Regions from separate parts of the Macaca mulatta genome. Here region 2 is linked to region 1. A link is a contact called in public Hi-C data. All regions are on one chromosome and are shown on one strand. The core of a region is the stretch at or near the end of the contact, and the rest is flanking DNA. Distances in the headings are between cores, read along the strand shown.

Region 1 (3,294 bases), core at 113-2,612:
TCTGCACTCCAGCCTGGGCAACAAGACCAAAACTGTCTCAATAAATAAATAAATAAAACTATAATTTTATATGTAACCCCATCTTTTTCAGGCTCAACACAATACCAAATAGAAACTTGGTAACAGCCGAAACTCCTAACAATTGTTTATACGAAAGTATCAGAAGCAAGCGTTGCAGGAGAGAAGCTCTTGAATCTTATAAGTGTTCACCCATTAATACCTTTAGTTTCTCGTATTAAAAACTGGAGCTGTTAACACGGAGAGAGATTGAGTTACAGTGCAGCAATTCCGTCCCTTCAAGATCATGTGAGCAGGGTCCGTTCTCAGTCCTAGTTTCCCTTGACTTGACCCAGACAAGGCTCCCTCCTCCTCCGAGCCCCGTCTTCACTGGCTGCCCTACACCGAGTGTGCGTTTGGTGCTCTTCTGCACTGACCCTCAGCCCTCAGGGCCGCAAAATGCCAACTCCAAAATACCCAGCTCTGGCCCTGACCATTCCCCTGACCCCAGGCTGCACATCTGGCCGCCTCCCGAGAGGCCATGGGCGCTGTGACTCCTTCATCTTGGCCTAGGAAGCACCAGCCTTCAGCTGCTCAGGCCAGATTCTTGCAGACATTCTAACTCCTTTTTCTCCGCTCTACCTTCCACAAACATCCCCTGCCAATCCCAGGCCCAGGCCCTGGCCCCGGTCCCACCCGGCGCAGCCCATCCCGGCACCGGCTCCTTGCTACCCCCGACCCTCCCAGCAGCCAAAGGGACTTTTCCACCCAGGCTCAGCCGGGGTCTCCCCAGCCACTCAGCAGGAAGGCAGCAGAGTCGGCTCCGCCCCCAGCCTCACCGGTCTTCCCCGACCCCCGGCTGGGAGCGCGAGCAGCCTCAGGGGTCGGAGGCGCCCCTGACCCGCCCGGGCACGCAGTCGGGTGGGGGTGCGGGGATTCGGGAACACGAGGGGCCCACACCTGAGCGTGGAGGGGGCGACAGGACGCGGGGGAGCGGCGGACCCGGGGCAGGGCAGGGCCCGGTGGGCCGCCCACGGGCCTCAGGCGGGGCTGGGAGCCGCGACCCCGCGCGAGACCCGGGACCGTGCCCCGACGCTGCTCCGAGGACGGCCGCGCGCGTTCCCGAACTTTCCCGCGCCAGCCCCGCTCCGACTTGGTTTCCGGCCCAGCCGCTCAGAGAAATCCCCTCGGACTGGCCCCGCCCCCGCCCCGCGGCCTCTCCCGCCCCCGCTCCCGCTCCGGCTCCGGCCGGGAGTCGCCCTGAGAGGTGCCCGCGCCTGCGCCCGACCCCGCAACCGACCCCGCGCCCGCGCCCGACCTCGCCCCCGACCCCGCACTCGCCTCACCCAACGGTCGCGGCGCGCCCGGAACTAAGGGCCCGCCCAGCCACCGCCCCCAACGCCGCCGCCGCCACCGCTCCGCCGAGGGGGCCTGACGGACGGACACGGGAGCCAACCAGCGAGCCCTCAGGAAGCCGTAGCGGGCGCCGATTGGTCGGCGCTGAGACGGCGTGGATACCTAAGTCGCCCTCTGCTACTTCCTCACGGAGCGCGCCGGAGCGCTGGTGCGGGGAGTTGGTCCCGGGAGCTGTTGTAGCGCTGCGCCGTGGGGTCCGCGTCAATTGGGTCGGTTTCCCAGGTGCGGCGAGACAGCGAGGCCCTTGCTTCCCCTCCCGTGGCCCCCGTGCGGAGACCCCTGCCGCACACCCGAGAGGTGAGCCAGGAGCCCAGGCCGGGCGGCACCGGTTCCCACGAGGCGCGCGTCGCGGGACGTGGGGCCCTGGCGGGGCGGCCGCGACCTGCCGGACACCTGCGGGTCCCTCTGCCTCCCCCGGTGCCGGGCTTAGAGCGGGGCCTCAATTTGGGTTACATTTATGAAAAACGACCAAAAGAATACTGCACGCTTAAGTAAGGTATTAAGGATATGGGTCTCCTTTTGGGTTGAGGTAATGCTCTGCAACCAGACAGTGGTGACGGCCGCCCGACATGGCCGGTGTGCTAATCCACTGGGTTGTGCACTGTATTATTATTTTTTTGAGACGGAGTTTCGCTCCGTCGCCCAGGCTGGAGTGCGGTGGAGTGATCTCGACTCACTGCAACCTCCGCTTCCCGGGTTCAAGCGATTCTCCTGTCTCAGCCTCCCTAGTAGCTGGGATTACAGGCGCCCGCCATCACGCCCGGCTAATTTTTGTATTTTTGGTAGAGACGAGGTTTCACCATGTTGGCCAGGCTGGTCTTGAACTCCTGACCTCAAGTGAAAACACAACCTGTGACCTCCAGACACTCAAACGAAAACAGTGGCCTTGGCGGCCAAAACAGGGGCTGCCCTAGGAGTCCTGTGGGCTGCATGGGGCAGGCGGCACCGTCATCTGCTCAGGAGAACGGGAGCTGCAGCAGGTTCTCTCTGGCGGTGCACGGGCTAGCACCGGACACACCACCTCCCCTCCAGCCAGCTTTTGGTGAAATGGAGACCTTTCTCCCCGCTTTGCAGAGAAGGAAACGTTCACAGAGGTAAGTCTACTCCAAGCATTCAGACCCTGAGACCACGGGACTGCTCAAAGATGGAATACACTGCAAAACAGGGCAGGCTCTGAAGTTACATAATTTATTCAGGCCACGCTGTGTCCCCAGGCGCCAATGCCACATTTCATACATGTTACTTGGTTTGTAGTTGGAATTCCCCTCCCCTAAACCCACATTTCTGGGACCGCAAGGCCTTGAGATGGAACTCAGGAAGCCATTGGATTCCATCAACGTCATCACCCCTGAGTTTGCTGCAAGCAGCCATGGAAACGTTCGAAGTTCGCACCTGCAGGGTCAGTGAGGTTGCATTCAAGCCCAGGAACTGGGCTCTGAGATGTGAGGAGGCTTCTCCTCCTGGCTGCACCTGGGAGGCTCAAAGCTGTCCTGAGACTGCAGCAGCCAATTCGGAATGAAAAAGGGTTCACGCGGTGGCTCACGCCTATAATCCCAGCACTTTGGGAGGCTGAGGCGGGAGGACTGCTTGAGCCCATGAGTTCGAAACCAGCATGGGCAGCATGGCGGAACCCCATCTCTACCAATAAAAGGAAAAAAAATTAGCTGGTTGTGGTGCTGCACACCTGTAGTCCCAACTACTTGGAAGGCCAAGACAGGAAGATGACAGAAGCCCAGGAGGTGGAGGTTGCAGTGAGCTGTGGTTGCACCACTGCACTCCAGCCTGTGCGATAGAGTGAGACCCTGTCTTTTTTTTTTTTTTTTTTTTTGAGATGGTGTCTTGCTCTGTCCCCAGGCTGGAGTGCAGTGGCGCAATCTCGGC
Region 2 (3,353 bases), core at 632-3,131, 38 kb after region 1:
ACGGCAGACAGGACACTGGGGAGCCCTTGGATGGGTTCACAGGAGGGAGCACTGGTGGGTGCCCCAGGTCTTGGCCAGCCCGAGGGATCAGGCCCTGACTCCAAGATGCCCTGGAGGACAGTGACCGTGGGAAGAGCAATCAGGCCATCACCAGGGCCCCCTTATCAGACCCCAAAGGGCTGAGTGTGCATGGCCACTCCCTGGGGCCACTCCTGTGCTCCCCCACCCACCTGCTTTAGTTAGGGTCTGGGGGGCCCTGGAGGTGGTGACGCACGGTGCGGAAGCCAAGGACAGAGTTCAGAGACTGGGAGGCGTGGCAACACGTTTAATTCTGTGGTCAAGCTAGCCTGTCTGCAAAGCCTGGCAGACGGCAGGTCACCAGGGGCTGCCGCAGAAGCAGGCAGGGCCAGCCCCGAAAGGGGTGCAGGCAAAGGCGGGGGCTCTGACATGGCTGCTGGAGGTAGCAGGCCCCAGGCTGGGAGTGCTCAGTAGCCATCGTTAGCCCAGGTAACCTCGTAGTCGGGGTACTTGGCTTTGATTTTCTCAGTTGAAATGGCGTGCTGGGCAGGACCATAGGCCTGGAGAGAGAAGACGCCTGCTGGCACCACCTGGACCCTTCGACCCCATGCCCTGGCTCTGGGCATCCAGCCACCAGCCACACCAGAAGCGAGTGTGGGAAAGGGAGAGAGTGCCTGGGGGTGCCAAACCCACCATCCCGACTGCCCTTGGGGGCTCCCCTGGGGAGAGGCGACCTCCACAGGCAAGCAAACCTTGAGGGTGGATCCTGGGGCTTGAGGCACCCAGAGGGACGCACGTGGCTCTCATCTGCTGGTGGTTTTTGTGAAGAGCACGGGCGGGGACTCTGAACTCCACCCAGGTACTGACTGCCTCTGGGGGCCCAGGGCGCAAAGTGCTGGAGGACAGCTAGAGCCCAGCAAGGCCTCCGGGGGCAGGGAGAGGGAACGGCAGGCCATGTCTGGGGGTCTCCCTCCCGCCCCTCAGGTCTGGCATGTGCTCCATGGGGGAATGCAGGAACACAACTGGCCCTGGAAGGAGGGCTCTGCCGCCCACCCTGGGAGAACCCCGGGAAGCCTGCGTGCTCATCTGGGGCCACGGGTCAGGGCAGCAGACTCAGGTGGGCCTCGAAGCTGGAACCGGGGCCTCCAGCAGGGCGGGACGGGGCTGCGGCTCACCATGGAGTAGCCGTACACGTGAATCTTCTTGTCCTGGCTCTGGTGGGAGATGCGCCCGCCGCCCAGACACTCACAGTCACAGCCCTGCTTCTGCATGTCGCCCGACACTTTGTCGTAGATGTCCGCTGGGATGGGAGGGCGACCTCAGGACGTGCCCTGGCCGCCCTTGGAGGCCGCGGGAGGAACTCCCGGCCGAAGAGGTCTAAAATCCCAGCTCTGAACAGCCTCTTCCCCAGAGGAGACGAAGCCCCTTGAGGCTGGGACAGGGATGAATGAGAGGAGGGTGGAACCGGGGCGAGCTCGGGGACTGGGAGACTGTCGTGAGGCGGGGGGTGTCAGGCTGGGTCACGCCTTTCCCGCCCAGGACCTGAGCCTGGCTCAAACCTAGCAGGGGCAGGGCTGGGAGCAGAACGCAGTCGGTGGCCCGCAGCACCCACCCCGGCCCGCCAAGCCCCGCCCCCGCCTCGCCAGCCCCGCCCCTCGCACGCCGGCAGGCCCCGCCCTCACCATGGTACTCGGCCCACTTGTAGCCGCGCACGATCTCCTTGCTCTCCGCAGCCGGAGCGCCGGAGCGCGGAGCCGAGTGGACTCGGATCAGCACATACTTGAAGACACCGTCGGAGTCGATGTCCACATCAGGAATGTGAGCGAGGTCCGCCGCCGCCATGTTCTTCGTCCCGGAGGCCCCTCCTCCCACCCGACCCGGGGACCGCTTGTACTGCGGAAGGCGGGCTCTGGGAAAGCGGCGACCAATCCCGTCGGGGAATGCTGCCCAAGACCCAGCGCCTCAGCCAATTGTACCGCCGACCGAGGCACGCGCTAACCAATCGCAATCCAGTTCCTTGCCGCCTTGCGGCCCTGTCAGCCCCACTAGCCCCACTTAAAGGAAACGTGGAACCGGGAATGGGGGGTGATTAAATCCAGCCAACGGAAAAGTTCCTCTCCAGCGGGGTCCGGTGGCACCCTTGGAGCTGGGCAGTTAGGCGGCCCGCGAAGCTGGGGCAAGGAGGGAGGCCTGAGGGACGTCCCAGCCCTGATCTCCCGTCCCGCACGTAGTCCGAAGACCACCCTCCCCGTGGCCCCCACCGCCCGAAGGCCTCCTCCTCCCCCCTCCACCGTCCGAAGGCCTCCCCCTCCCCCTTCCACCGTCTGAAGGCCTCCCCCTCCCCCCTTCCACCGCCCGAAGGCCTCCCCCTCCCCCCTCCACCGCCCGAAGGCCTCCCCCTCTCCCCTCTCCATTGCCCGAAGGCCTCCTCCCCGCAGCCTCCATCGCCCGAAGGCCTCCCCCTCTCCCCTCTCTATCGCCCGAAGGCCTCCCCCTCCCCCCTCCACCGCCCGAAGTCCTCCCCCTCTCCCCTCTCCATTGCCCGAAGGCCTCCTCCCTCCAGCCCCCACCGCCCGAAGGCCTCCCCCTCCCCCTCCAAAGCCCGAAGGCCTCCCCCTCCCCTCTCCACCGCCCGAAGGCCTCCCCCTCCCCTCTCCACCGCCCGAAGGCCTCCTCCTCCCAGCCTCCATCGCCCAAAGGCCTCCCCCTCCCCCCTCCACCGCCCGAAGGCCTCCCCCTCTCCCCTCTCCATCGCCCGAAGTCCTCCTCCTCTCAGCCTCCATCGCCCGAAGGCCTCCCCCTCCCCTCTCCATCGCCCGAAGGCCTCCCCCTCCCCTCTCCATGGCCCGAAGGCCTCCCCCTCCTCCCTCCACCGCCCGAACGCCTCCCTCTCTCCCCTCTCCACCGCCCGAACGCCTCCCTCTCTCCCGTCTCCACCGCCCGAACGCCTCCCTCTCTCCCCTCTCCACCGCCCGAACGCCTCCGTCCCCAACCCCGCTACCCGCACAAGGAGGCAACAGCAGCCACTACATTCAAGTTCTATTTTACTTGGTTCGAAAGCTCTTGCCTCCTGGAAATTATTTCGGTCCAGGGGCGTTCCTGGCCGGCCCTCTGGGGTGGGGCCGAATGCAGAGGCCCTGGGGCAGGGGGCGCGGGGCGCGGGGCGCGGCGGCGGGTGGGCAAGCGGGACGCCTGGCCGGTGCAGACGCGCGGGGACGAGGTGGGCGCGCCGGGTGCGGGAGCGGGGGCGGGGGTGCCCAGTTTCTCTCACTTGGTGTCCCCTTCCCTGGCTTCGAAGTAGGGCTAGGGACTCCAGGAGGGCCCTTGCGTTTGGC

The links. A called contact is a pair of places that touch in the nucleus more often than the background predicts.
Region 2: a Hi-C map of liver shows a contact between it and region 1, with 4 times the contacts expected there. The contact joins the promoter of PHPT1 here to the promoter of TRAF2 in region 1. A contact is called at or near these places in 2 of 14 Hi-C or Micro-C datasets (CD4 T cells and liver).

The regions. Positions count from the first base shown.
Region 1 is chr15:5,579,854-5,583,147 of T2T-MMU8v2.0, forward strand. It overlaps TRAF2 (TNF receptor associated factor 2), which reads right to left and starts at 1,363. Exons shown (of 11, transcript NM_001194792.3): 1 at 1,344-1,363.
Region 2 is chr15:5,617,536-5,620,888 of T2T-MMU8v2.0, forward strand. It overlaps PHPT1 (phosphohistidine phosphatase 1), which reads right to left and starts at 1,882. Exons shown (of 4, transcript XR_013405256.1): 1 at 1,701-1,882; 2 at 1,194-1,318; 3 at 771-890; 4 at 311-578. It also overlaps a transcript of AJM1 not described here.